Linked DNA regions of Mus musculus: all the other regions are linked to region 2. Evidence: chromatin contacts called from public HiCAR-type and Micro-C data. All regions are on one chromosome and are shown on one strand. Each heading gives the region's core, a stretch centred on a gene start, on an enhancer-like site or on the middle of the called end of the contact. The rest is flanking DNA. Distances are from core to core; before and after follow the strand shown.

Evidence for each region. A called contact is a pair of places that touch in the nucleus more often than the background predicts. HiCAR-type assays count read pairs that join an accessible place to other places.
Region 1: a HiCAR-type map of fibro-adipogenic progenitors shows a contact between it and region 2, with 4 times the contacts expected there. The contact joins two enhancer-like sites. A contact is called at or near these places in 2 of 15 datasets of contacts at CTCF or cohesin (both in the NIH/3T3 cell line), 12 of 484 Hi-C or Micro-C datasets (the 3T3-L1 cell line, the C2C12 cell line, the HL-1 cell line and 8 more) and 1 of 115 datasets of contacts at active chromatin or transcription factors (fibro-adipogenic progenitors).
Region 3: a Micro-C map of muscle stem cells shows a contact between it and region 2, with 6 times the contacts expected there. The contact joins two enhancer-like sites. A contact is called at or near these places in 1 of 15 datasets of contacts at CTCF or cohesin (the NIH/3T3 cell line) and 1 of 484 Hi-C or Micro-C datasets (muscle stem cells).

The regions. Positions count from the first base shown.
Region 1 is chr12:10,436,767-10,440,227 of GRCm38.p6, reverse strand. No RefSeq gene overlaps it. Among named protein-coding and RNA genes, the nearest start is that of Gm38407, 7.9 kb to the left of the region's middle. Within about 2 kb of position 1,822, at least 22 of the 459 cell types and tissues checked have an H3K27ac peak or open chromatin away from gene starts, as enhancers often do. A contact at or near this core is called in fibro-adipogenic progenitors, where this site is marked.
Region 2 is chr12:9,837,936-9,841,425 of GRCm38.p6, reverse strand. No RefSeq gene overlaps it. Among named protein-coding and RNA genes, the nearest start is that of Gm22845, 26 kb to the left of the region's middle. Within about 2 kb of position 2,040, at least 62 of the 459 cell types and tissues checked have an H3K27ac peak or open chromatin away from gene starts, as enhancers often do. A contact at or near this core is called in fibro-adipogenic progenitors and muscle stem cells, where this site is marked.
Region 3 is chr12:10,512,719-10,516,458 of GRCm38.p6, reverse strand. It overlaps Gm38407 (predicted gene, 38407), which reads right to left. Exons shown (of 12, transcript NR_110487.1): 10 at 3,457-3,565; 11 at 1,680-1,847. Among named protein-coding and RNA genes, the nearest start is that of Gm38407, 68 kb to the right of the region's middle. Within about 2 kb of position 2,003, at least 49 of the 459 cell types and tissues checked have an H3K27ac peak or open chromatin away from gene starts, as enhancers often do. A contact at or near this core is called in muscle stem cells, where this site is marked.

The DNA of each region.
Region 1 (3,461 bases), core at 573-3,072, 600 kb before region 2:
TCTTGATGTGCCTACAGTTTCGTTCAACTGTTCCCAGGTCATGAACTAATTTGCCAAAAAAGAGGTTAACTCCAGTGCAGCAGGCAGCATTTGAGGAAACAGGTTTTGTGCATACTGCCTGTGGAGTCAGGCCACTGGAAGCCCTGCCTATGTAATGGCTCTCAGATGAGCACTTTTAAACACTCTTTTGTGTATGTGAATGGATACAAGGGGCTTTAGGACACTGCAGACTAAGGTCCTTAACAAATGTGGGCTTGGCTTGTTCCCAAATGGATGTCTCCCGAATTAGCCTAAATAAATTGAGGGCTTGAATGACCTTGGGCAATGTACTCCGCCCCCCTCCCTTCAAGTGAGGTGTCCTTCGTATAAAACAAGGGATTGGGATGGGTTGATCTTTCAATTCTCTCCCAGGATCCAAAGGCCTGTCCCTAAAGATTCAACACAGGAAAGCTGACCTCTGCCCCTCGCAGCTTCCAGCTGAAGGAGAACAGAAAAGTAGCCAAAGCCCAGGGAGCGCAGCAGGAGGGTGATTTCCAGCTCCGCTAATCTTCCAGAACTCCAGGGCTCGGAGTCACTGGAGGGTGAACAGCAGCGTTATATCATTTCCAGGCAAGGCCCGTGGTTTCCCCATTTCATCATTTGCTGCCACTGATCTAGCTCTTCTAGCGTCCTGACTTCTAACATGCATAGTAAATGGGTTTTTTTCTTGGGGACTTGACGGCGCATGCACATTCCCAGGCTTTGCTTTCCACCATTGTCAGTGAATAGGTTTAGAATGACCAGCACCTAGCTGGGCTTAATGATCACCCAAGAAATCAAATGCAGCAGCAGCTTATGGGGACCACCCACTTAACTGCCCAAGAGCCTAGGTTGTCCTCACAACATGAGCACTAGGAACCAGAGACCCATGTGATTTTGCAGTGTAACAGAGGACACACAAAAGAAGCGGCTAGGCATTAGATCAAAAACCTAACACAAATAAAAGTGAATGAATACATGAACCAAACACATAGAACGGGGAGGTCGTTATCACTGAACTGCCAGCCACGGAACTTAGTGGTGGTGGTGGTGACCTTTTTCAACATGGAAGGAAAAGCTCGAGTCAGTGTGAGACACAACCTAAAATAGGCTCTAAATCTGGGTTTCCAGTTGGACACCAGAAGCAGTAGAATTCATGAACGGGGATGTCTCTTCTCTAGTGAACACAGCTGGACAGAGGGAGTCCCTAAGCCTCAAGTATATTTTAAGCTGCATCTCTCAAAATGTCAAAAGTGGGATTAAAGTGTAAATGATTGTCAATTCATTCCTTCTCTCCTGGTACTATGCTGTTACAGGCGGATTCTGGTTTATGGGGAGGGGAAAGGTGGGATGGTCTTCCAGTGTAACCGAATAGAGCACAGAGGGAATGAGGAGTCCCAGTGTGTCTTGGGGGAGGGGAGCAGTTCACAGGCTGCTACTTTTTTGTGACATAGCTTTTATGGGGGGAGAGCCAGAATATTAAGCTCATTGCTTCCAGATGGAAAGGTTGGACAAAACAGAGGTCTTGGCTCTGAAAGCCTGGACGCAGTGGTGCGATATGGACCTGACATATTGAAGTAATCGAGATAGAAGATCTGGCTTTAGCCAAGGCTGTCAGATAGATACTTTTTAAAACATTACATGGTTTGTAACAAGGTATTGTGTATCCTCCCAGCAACCCTGCCGCCTTAGTCTCTGGGAAGGAGGTGGGGGGAAAGTGTGCTTATTTTGCTTGAGTTACTAAAGCTCCTTTTATATAGGAGGAATTTGGCATCTCCTGGCTGGGAGCAACGGAGCCAGCAGTGTCCAGTGCACTTGCAATGTAGATCATGCTAAGTAAGTCCAGGTGTCTTCAGAAGAAGAGTGGTCCTAAGCACTCCCTTATTTGAGCCCCGAAGCAATCATGGCCCTGTGCCTCAAATGAGCCTCAAATCTGTTTAATAAATCATCTGTCTATTTATAGAGTTAATCCAGGAAGAAATGCTGTCTTGTGACGGCTAACGGAGCTGCGTCCACCAGAGGGCGCCCATGTCCGCCTCTTTCAGTGAGGTCCTTTCTTGGTCCTTCGCAAAACACTTTAAACCATTGTGGATGGAGATGGGTATGGGAAGAAGAACCCAAGCCTCCTTTTTTTGGGGGGAGGAACCGATCCCTCCAGTCATGTCCACTGTGGAAATGGAAATATGATCCCACTGTTTTTTGTTTGTTTGTTCTGTTTTTGTTTAAAAAAAAAAAAAAACAAAAAACCTCAATACATCCTGCATTGCACCTTCCATTGGCTAACTTCACACCTGAGACATGTTGGAACATCTCCACGGACCCCATGTCTGCTTCACATTTCAAAGACTGGGAACTGTTAAGCTTGTATTTTGATTAAAATTTCGTATTAGCTCCCCCCCCCCTTTGAGTGTAATTTTAGGATATTTAATTTCAACCAATCATCTGAGGGGAAGGGGGGAGGTATTTGATGGGAAACAGCACATGGGAAAGGCAGCCAAGTTAGGAAACAGAGCAGCTCAGGGCTGCAGAAATGTGACAACCGAAATCTCCTTTGTTCTCTCGGGCAGGGTCTGAAACCAAAGACCTCAAGGACAGGGGATGTAGCTTTGGCCCTTGGATCAAGCGGGCCAGTCCTCTCCTGAAGCCTCCTAGATAGCTTCAGTTCTCCCCAGAAGCCTTGTCACTAACTTCCTGGCCTTGCACAAGTTTCTGGGCTTCAGCTACCTGGTGGGGCTTAGGAGTACAATAACTAACTACCTGACATGTGCCCCTGCCTATGGCTGTTTCTTTAGAAATGCAGCAGTCCCCACAAAGCCAGTCGTTGAAGACTGGGGAAGACATTAATTATAACTCAGCCTCAAAGCAATTAGACTCGAGATAGAGGAGGTGGAAGTGGAAGAGGAACATACAGTAATTCTCAGCTTCCATCCCACTGCACTTGCTGTAGAGTAGAGGCCATGTATTCAAATGTTGATAGTTTAGGCAGGAATGAAAATGGATTGATGGAGTGTGTTTGGTCTAGACAAAGTATACATAAGCATGTATTGTTCATGGACTAACACAGTGGGATTGCTCAGAGATCATAGAGGTGGTGGGATCTATACCAGGCTGGAGGGCAGGTACTCTTATATTTCAAGGCATTGCCATAGAAATTCACTTTGAGGGGTGCTGGAAAGAGTGTTATCAGCAAAGAGATTGTCTCACCAGCGTGAGGAACTGAGTTGGGTCCCCTAACTCATCAGGCAGTCATGGTGGCATGAACACGTAAGCCCGTGTTTAGGGGATAGGGAAAGAAATGGATGGATTCTTGCACTCTTTGGCCAGCCTAGTCCACCTGATGAGTCGCTGGCCAATGAGAGATGTTCCCTTAAAAGGTAGATAGAGCCTGAAGTATAATGCCAAAGTTTGTCTCTGATACACACACACACCCCACTTGTATGAGT
Region 2 (3,490 bases), core at 791-3,290:
AATAGTCAGTGATGTTCAGCCTGAATGGGAACACATGTGGCTGAAGAATAGCTACATAAATGACCAAAACCAAGGTTTTATATATATACATACATATATATATATATATATATATATATACATACATACATATATATCTGTGTGTGTATGTGTGTATATGCATACACACATACACACACACACACACACACATATATATTATTGGTTTTTCAAGACAGGGTTTCCTCTTTGTAGCCCTCGCTGGCCTGGAACTCACTCCATAGACCATGCTGGCCTTAAATTCAAAGATCCATCTATTTTTATACTTTCATTGTATAATTCTTGTTCATGAACATTTAAGTGAAGATGAAACGTTTCAATGTCAAGACATTAAATATACCTTGTAGACGTTGCTTATTATTCACAAAAGAGAACAGTAAACCAATGCATAAATATCCAGCTTTATTCTGAAAATAGTAGTAGTATCAGCAGCAGCAGCAGCAGCAGCAGTATATAGAATTATAATATTTACTACTGGAATTAGATCTTAGACATGCACTGACTGTTCTGAGAATTTAATCCTTTTACATATCCTAGTTCTGTGAAACTTAAGTTTAATTTTCTGTAAGGAAAAAATATAACTTTCGAACTATAACCATGACACTAAGGTCAGTAATTTCACAGTGGGAAGACTCCCCAGGAGACTTCTTTACAGAGAAGTTTTCTGTTTGTCCTTGGACATGGAAGGATCTATCTATTCCTCACTTCTGTTTTATCATTCTCAGTGTTTCTCTCTCAGCCAAACCCCAGAGGATGCTTGATATTCCCTGGCAGTCTTTATTCCTCTGAAAATGCATTTTTAAAATCGCCTTTTTGGAGAATTCAAGTAAACTTGAATTATGGTCACAAAGTCTTAAGTAGATGGCTCTGAATTAACACAAGACTGCACTGCCTGCTAATGGCATCTTGGGGGCATTGAGTCTAACTCTTCTTGTATTGGCAATGCGCATTCTGTATTAGTAAAACCAGAAACATCTGAGAGGAAATGACTGTGCAACAAGGGTTCCCAGTGTGCGCCACGGATCTGACATAATAAGTTCTGGTCCCAACTTTGTCTGTTGAGCTAGAAAGCTTGTCAGAGGCCATCAGCTTGCTCTGGATTATTTAATGGCCACCCTCCCTGGTAAAGTTCATGCTGCCCTCTGTGGCACTGAGAGCCACCGACACCAAAGGATTTGGTTTCATGTACTTGAACTTGAGTGACACAAATATTTCAGTGGTGAATCAGTCCTGGAAAGAGAAGGAGAGTAGTTAGGGAGTGTTTATAGAAGACATTTCATCATTGCTAGTCAAACATGTCTCACTGTTGGTTCAGGAGGCTCTGGTATTTTCCTTCTTTGAAGGGGATGCTAAGAAAGCCAATAGCTTCCAGCCTGTAGTTCTGCTCCGAGAAAGAGCAATGGCCATTTGCACACAGGGAACCCCAGGACTAGTTGCTTTGGAATGTTGAAAATGTTGGGGAAATAATTGTATGTTTTTCCTCTGGGTGGGGGGACACAAAAGCTGTTGGGTGCAAGTAAAGTAGAACTAAAGCTGCTTCTAGAGTTGGAGCAGTGAAGGGAGCCGCTCCCTCTGCCTCATAGCCTGGAAAAAGTCAGTGTGAAGACTATCAGAACCTCAGTAATAATGGTCAGAAAACTTGGTTGAAAAACGAGAAGGTTGATTCTTTTGGCATGGGTCATCATAACTTGGACCATATCTCAAGCATTTGTGGACCCAGTGAAGCAATTCATGAAACCTCAACCCTCAGATGAAGATGGGATGGTACCAGTGCCCAACACTTAGGAAGTGTGCAGTCCTTCTGGAGGTGTGGCATTATGAATGACAAGGAGATTCAAGAAGACTGCCCTTAGGAAAAAACCTAGCCAAGCCACACCAGGAAGCACAAACCAAATTAAATATTTTAAGAAAATAAACAAAGCTACTGAGTCAAGCATACATAGCAAGAAAATGGGAAAAGATTGTTTGAGACCCAAGGTTTGAATATCATGAAGCCACATATGTGATGAGCCAGCCCAAAGGAATGAGAATCCTGCAGCTGTGTGTACCCTGAGGCTGTTCTCTCCAGAGCTCCCCCGGAAAGGAGACTTGTGATCCTGCTAGGGCAGCTAATTATACTCTGTTCTTTTCGCCAATGTGAGCATGGCTTGGCTGAGAGTCTCAATCCTGTCTATCGATTGAATTGTTCATATTGTGAACATTTTACTATAAGGCTTCCCAATTTGCTTGCAGGAACTTTAGAGACTGTCTGTTACAACAGAATTTTTTTATAATCAAAACTCAGCCACACAAATATTCCATCTTAAAATTTTCAGAAGTCTGGAAGTAAATAAGTTTATTTCAACACTTTGAATTTAGCAGGATTTAAACTTTATGAAAAAAGATATAAAGTGGGCCCATGTGAGGGTTAAGAATTGATTGTAATGAAGAGAGAAAGAGTCCACTGCACACCAACTGCTGGTAGGAAATAGAGCCTCGGTGGAACTGAGTTCCGATTCTGGTTATAGCTGCTTTAATCTACCCACAAGGTTTTGAACCAATTACCCTTGCCACAACAGAAGGTCCTTCACTAAGAATGATATACTGCCATAACTTTGGCACGTATGAGGGGTCAGTAAGACACATGTTTGCTGTACGAAATCTGTTCAACTTGGTTATAAAACTTTTGTCAAGAATATTACCATATCTGATTACAAATTACTATTGGAACCAAATATCAAAAACTGTGTGTTAAGAATAAGTATACTTTTACATTCCCTGGATGAAGCTCACAAGATTTTCTTCCTTTTTTTCTCTCCCTTTTAAAATTTATTTTTATATACTTTAGTTTTCCTTTATTTTCACAATTTCACCTATGGATACATTCATATGGATACATTCCATACTGACTACTCCCCCCTCCTACCTCCATGCCACCTCTGCCCCACCTACCTTCCCACATGTCTCACTCTTATATTTGTGTCTTTTTTTTTTTTTGACCCACCAAGATTTGTAAGAGCCATCTGTGTGAACACAGGCTTGAAGTTATTTGTCAGAACCTGGTGTGGTAGGCTCAGAAGACAGTACAAAACTACAAACATCTCCCTATTTTTTAATTTCTTTTCTTTTTATTTTATTTTTTTATATTCCAGTCATTTCTTCCCTCTTGGTTCACCCTACACCTTTCTTCAAAAGGCTGTCACCACCTCCTGTCCCTGCCAGACCTTCCCACCCCACGGGGCCTCAAGTCTCTCTAGGATTAGGAGCATCTTCTCCCACTGAGGTCAGACCAGGCAGTCCTCTGCTCTTTATGTGTCACAGCTTCCAAGCAGCTCTTGTATGCTGCCTGGTTGGTAGCTCAGTGTCTGAGAGATTTCAGGGGTTCAGATTAGTGGAGACTGCTGCTGGTCTTCCTATGCAGTTGCTCTCCTCCTCAGCTTCTTCCAGCCTTTCCCTAATTGAACCACAAGGG
Region 3 (3,740 bases), core at 754-3,253, 680 kb before region 2:
AATTGCCAATGTAGGGCAAAGGAAAGAATGGTGAAGAAAGGGAAAAGAATCTTTCATTTATACATTTATTGTTGTGGTTGTTTGAAGAGATATGACCCCCATAGACTCATTCATCTGTTTCAATGAATGGCCCACAGGGAGTAGAAAGCACTATTAGGAGATGTGGTCTTGTTGAAATAGGTATAGCCTTGTTGGAGGAAGTGTGGTCACTGTGGTTGTGGTCTTTGAGGTCTCCTATGCTCAAGTTACACCCACTGTGGCACAGTTTCCTTCTCTTGTGTGTGGAACAAGATGTAGAACTCTCAGCTCCTGCTCCAGGATTATGTCATGCTTCCTGCCATGACAATAGTGGACTTAACCTCTGAAAGTGTAACCCAGCTTAATTAAATGTTTTCCTTTATAAGAGTTGCTATGGTCATAGTGTTTCACCACAGCAATAAAAGTCAAACTAAGATACTATCTATATGACTATCTATCATTCACATAATTTTTATCTACTTTTCTATTGTATATTGAAATAGCCATGGTAACCAAACTCTATGGATACATAAAACTTCGAATTGAATGAGTTGAGCATTTAAGAACTCTACTGACATTTCTTAATCCAACAAAAGACTAATTGAGATATTTAATGGTTAAATTACTTGAATAAACAGTGTGAACTAGGAACGAGTAGAGCCTATGGGAAGATATTGTGTGGTAGTGGACCAGATGGCAGTGACCTGTTAGAGCAGAGTAATGACCTATAAATCTCACTTTGGGTGTCAGCAGGAGAGGGGACAGCTCCTGGAGAAAAGGATAGGGCAATAGCCCCTGAGATGACCACATGTTGTATTCCAGGATTCCATGTCAGAAACTCATAAGCTTGGTTACTTCAAGAGAATACTTTCACATGGGTTATCAGTGAACAAAAACTTGACAATCTGTTGAGAAAAGGGATTCTGTTTTGCTGCAGAGTCAAGAAGACTGATAAATCAGATAGTGAACACTGGGTCTTGCAGAACACTAAGTCTCTCAAGTCCTCTGATTTTTCAAAGGTCAAAGACTTGGTGGTTGCTTTGTCTCTGTTGCTTTGGATTTCTCTGAAGTCCCCACCAGACTCAGATCCCAGACTCTCCTCTTCTTGCTCATACACAGGCTTTCCATTCATATTCCATCTCAATGAACAGGTTCCCCACTCTACCTCGAAACTCCCTTGCTACTATAATGACTTTCATCTTAGCTCTCCAGACTTGAAATTCTAAGTCATCCAAAAGACTGAACCCTTTCTGTCTCCAAGTATCTTCCTAATGAAAATACTATTTCCTCCATATCTTACTAAAATCAATGACTAGTCATTAAAAGTTCTCTGAGTAATAACATATCAGAAAATGATATGGTCCTAGGTTCCTAGCCTCCAAAGTAGCTTGCATTCTAGTGAAGATAAGCAGAGATACGTGTGAGTCAAGACAGAAAATTCAGACGGAAGACCAGATAACTCCCTCTAGATAGCTAAAGGAAACTGTCATGAAGGCCATGACATTGACTTGAGACAATAAATGACAGGTGAGGTTTTAATACCCAGGAGAATGGGGAATGAACTCCCATGTGCAAAAGCTGCATGCATATGAAACCACACATACAACAGCAGGCTGTTGACACAGAAACATGCCTTATACTAGCAGCTCACTCAGAGTTACCTTGTTTTAGATTAGTGGTCACTGCTGGTTGCATGTACATCTAATCGCAATTTTTCTCTCCAGTTGCTACACAGAGCAGTAAGCTGACGCCCTCCTGCATTAGCTAGAGTAGAGACAGAGCCCTGGCAGGTGTTCCGTGAGTCTGATCTGTGAAGGGCTATTGAGAACCTGCAGAAGAAAGCAGGAATGATTTCATCGGACAAGCATGTGACTGCACTAAGCAATCTGTTTTTGTAGGATGAGGTCCCAGACTAAGAAGGGATGGGCCACTATGTGGTACAAACCCACGGGGAACAGGCTTGCAGCTGCCCCATGTCTCTAGTAATCCACTGACGTAGATAGAGCGAACTCCACTCTCCAGCTTACTCATAAACTGTGGCCGTGAAACCCAGGCTCTGTGGGTAAAGGCACCACAATTTCGTTGGGACTACTGCCAGCTACATGGTAACTGGGTCAGGCAAGTCCCAGCCTTTGCTAAAACATTTAAAATGAATAGAGCCGATTACGTTCCCCACCCCTACCCCCACCCCAGTTTTCCTTCAATAGAATCGTGGATTCACTTTCAGAATTTCTAAGCTGTGTACATTTTGAAAGTGGATTTGGAGAAACTTACGGTTTTGAGTAAATAATTGGGAAGTCCGTTGCCTGAAGTTCTTTATTTTGGTTGCAAATTAATCCAGTGGTCAGAGAAATAAATCTTTACTGCTTTACACCATGTTTTCCCAACAGTTGATGTTCATGCTAAAAACATTCTTTGTAATAAAATTGTGCTAAGTGGTTGTACAAACAAATGGGCCAATGGAGCTGTATCAGGCTCCTATAGTTTTAAAGCCTTCCCTTCGTTGCAAATGCCACGACACCCATTCTGAGATCAGGTCCAGCTCCTGTTCTGAGATCCTGTGATCTGCGACCCCCCCCCCCAACACCCTCCATGTTGTTTGTGTTGCTAGGGAGTAGGGATACTGTATTCTTTGTTGTCTACTCTGACCAGACTGGTATTTGCTTTGTTGCCGCCAAAGAATTATGTTTCTGTCAGCCCGGTTTCCTTGGCTTTGGCAAATCCTGGTTATATTTCCCAATTACAAAGCCATGACTCATCTTGTAGCATCTCCTGATTTAAAATTAGCCCGACAGATTGGATTTGTTAAACTGAAAATGGCAGGGAAGGATGGGCCATCCTTCATGATGACAATCCCTGTTATTGGTGGAGCCTCAAGAAACTTGTAAAAAAATGCAGAGATTGTACAAGAAGAGTTTTAACTCATTAGGAACTTTGACTGTTTAGTCTGAGCAGGATAAATAATCATATTTTGTAAAATCCCGAGGCCTGGTTATCCCGTTTATGAAAACAGTTTTGAACTAAGCCATAATAGCAAACTAGTCATTAATATGAGACTTGAATTAAAAAGGTGCAATTTAATTTTCATATGGCATATTCAACACAAATGAGAGGATCCCCTAGCCGTGGCCAGGACCCAGACAAATGCAATTTCTGTCCTTTGATCTTTGTGGCCAAAAAGAAATGAAGAGAGACGAGATAATTTCACCTCAGCTTTTCATTGTTCTAAAAAAATAATTAAAAAGACAACACTTGTTGTTTGTTCTCATATTTATAATCAGATGGCTCTCCCATTTCAAGAAGACAGATGCAATTCCCCTTGCACTTGCAAGGGAAAAGCAATCAAATTTTTGCGAAACTGAGAGCGCTGACAAAGTCCTTCCTTCTGGTCTGCAAATGATTGCTTCATTTTTTTTTCCCCACTCAAAACAGACTTACCCTCTGGCATATCGTCTTACTCTTTATCTCATGAAGGCTACCATCTGAAATATCACACATGCATGTCACTTTCTTCACCAGGTTTGAAGAATGTTTCTTTCAAGAATTCCTGTGTGGTGTAGCAATCAGATAGGGCAATAATTGTTATCAATACCGTTGTACTGGAGCAAAAGTGAGGATACTCATTAGACGATGAGAAGATATGACTATAATCCACCTGGGATGTTTTTGGTAAAAGAGATTCTTCCTTGATTAGATCCTGACTCTACTCTCTTAGGGGAGGT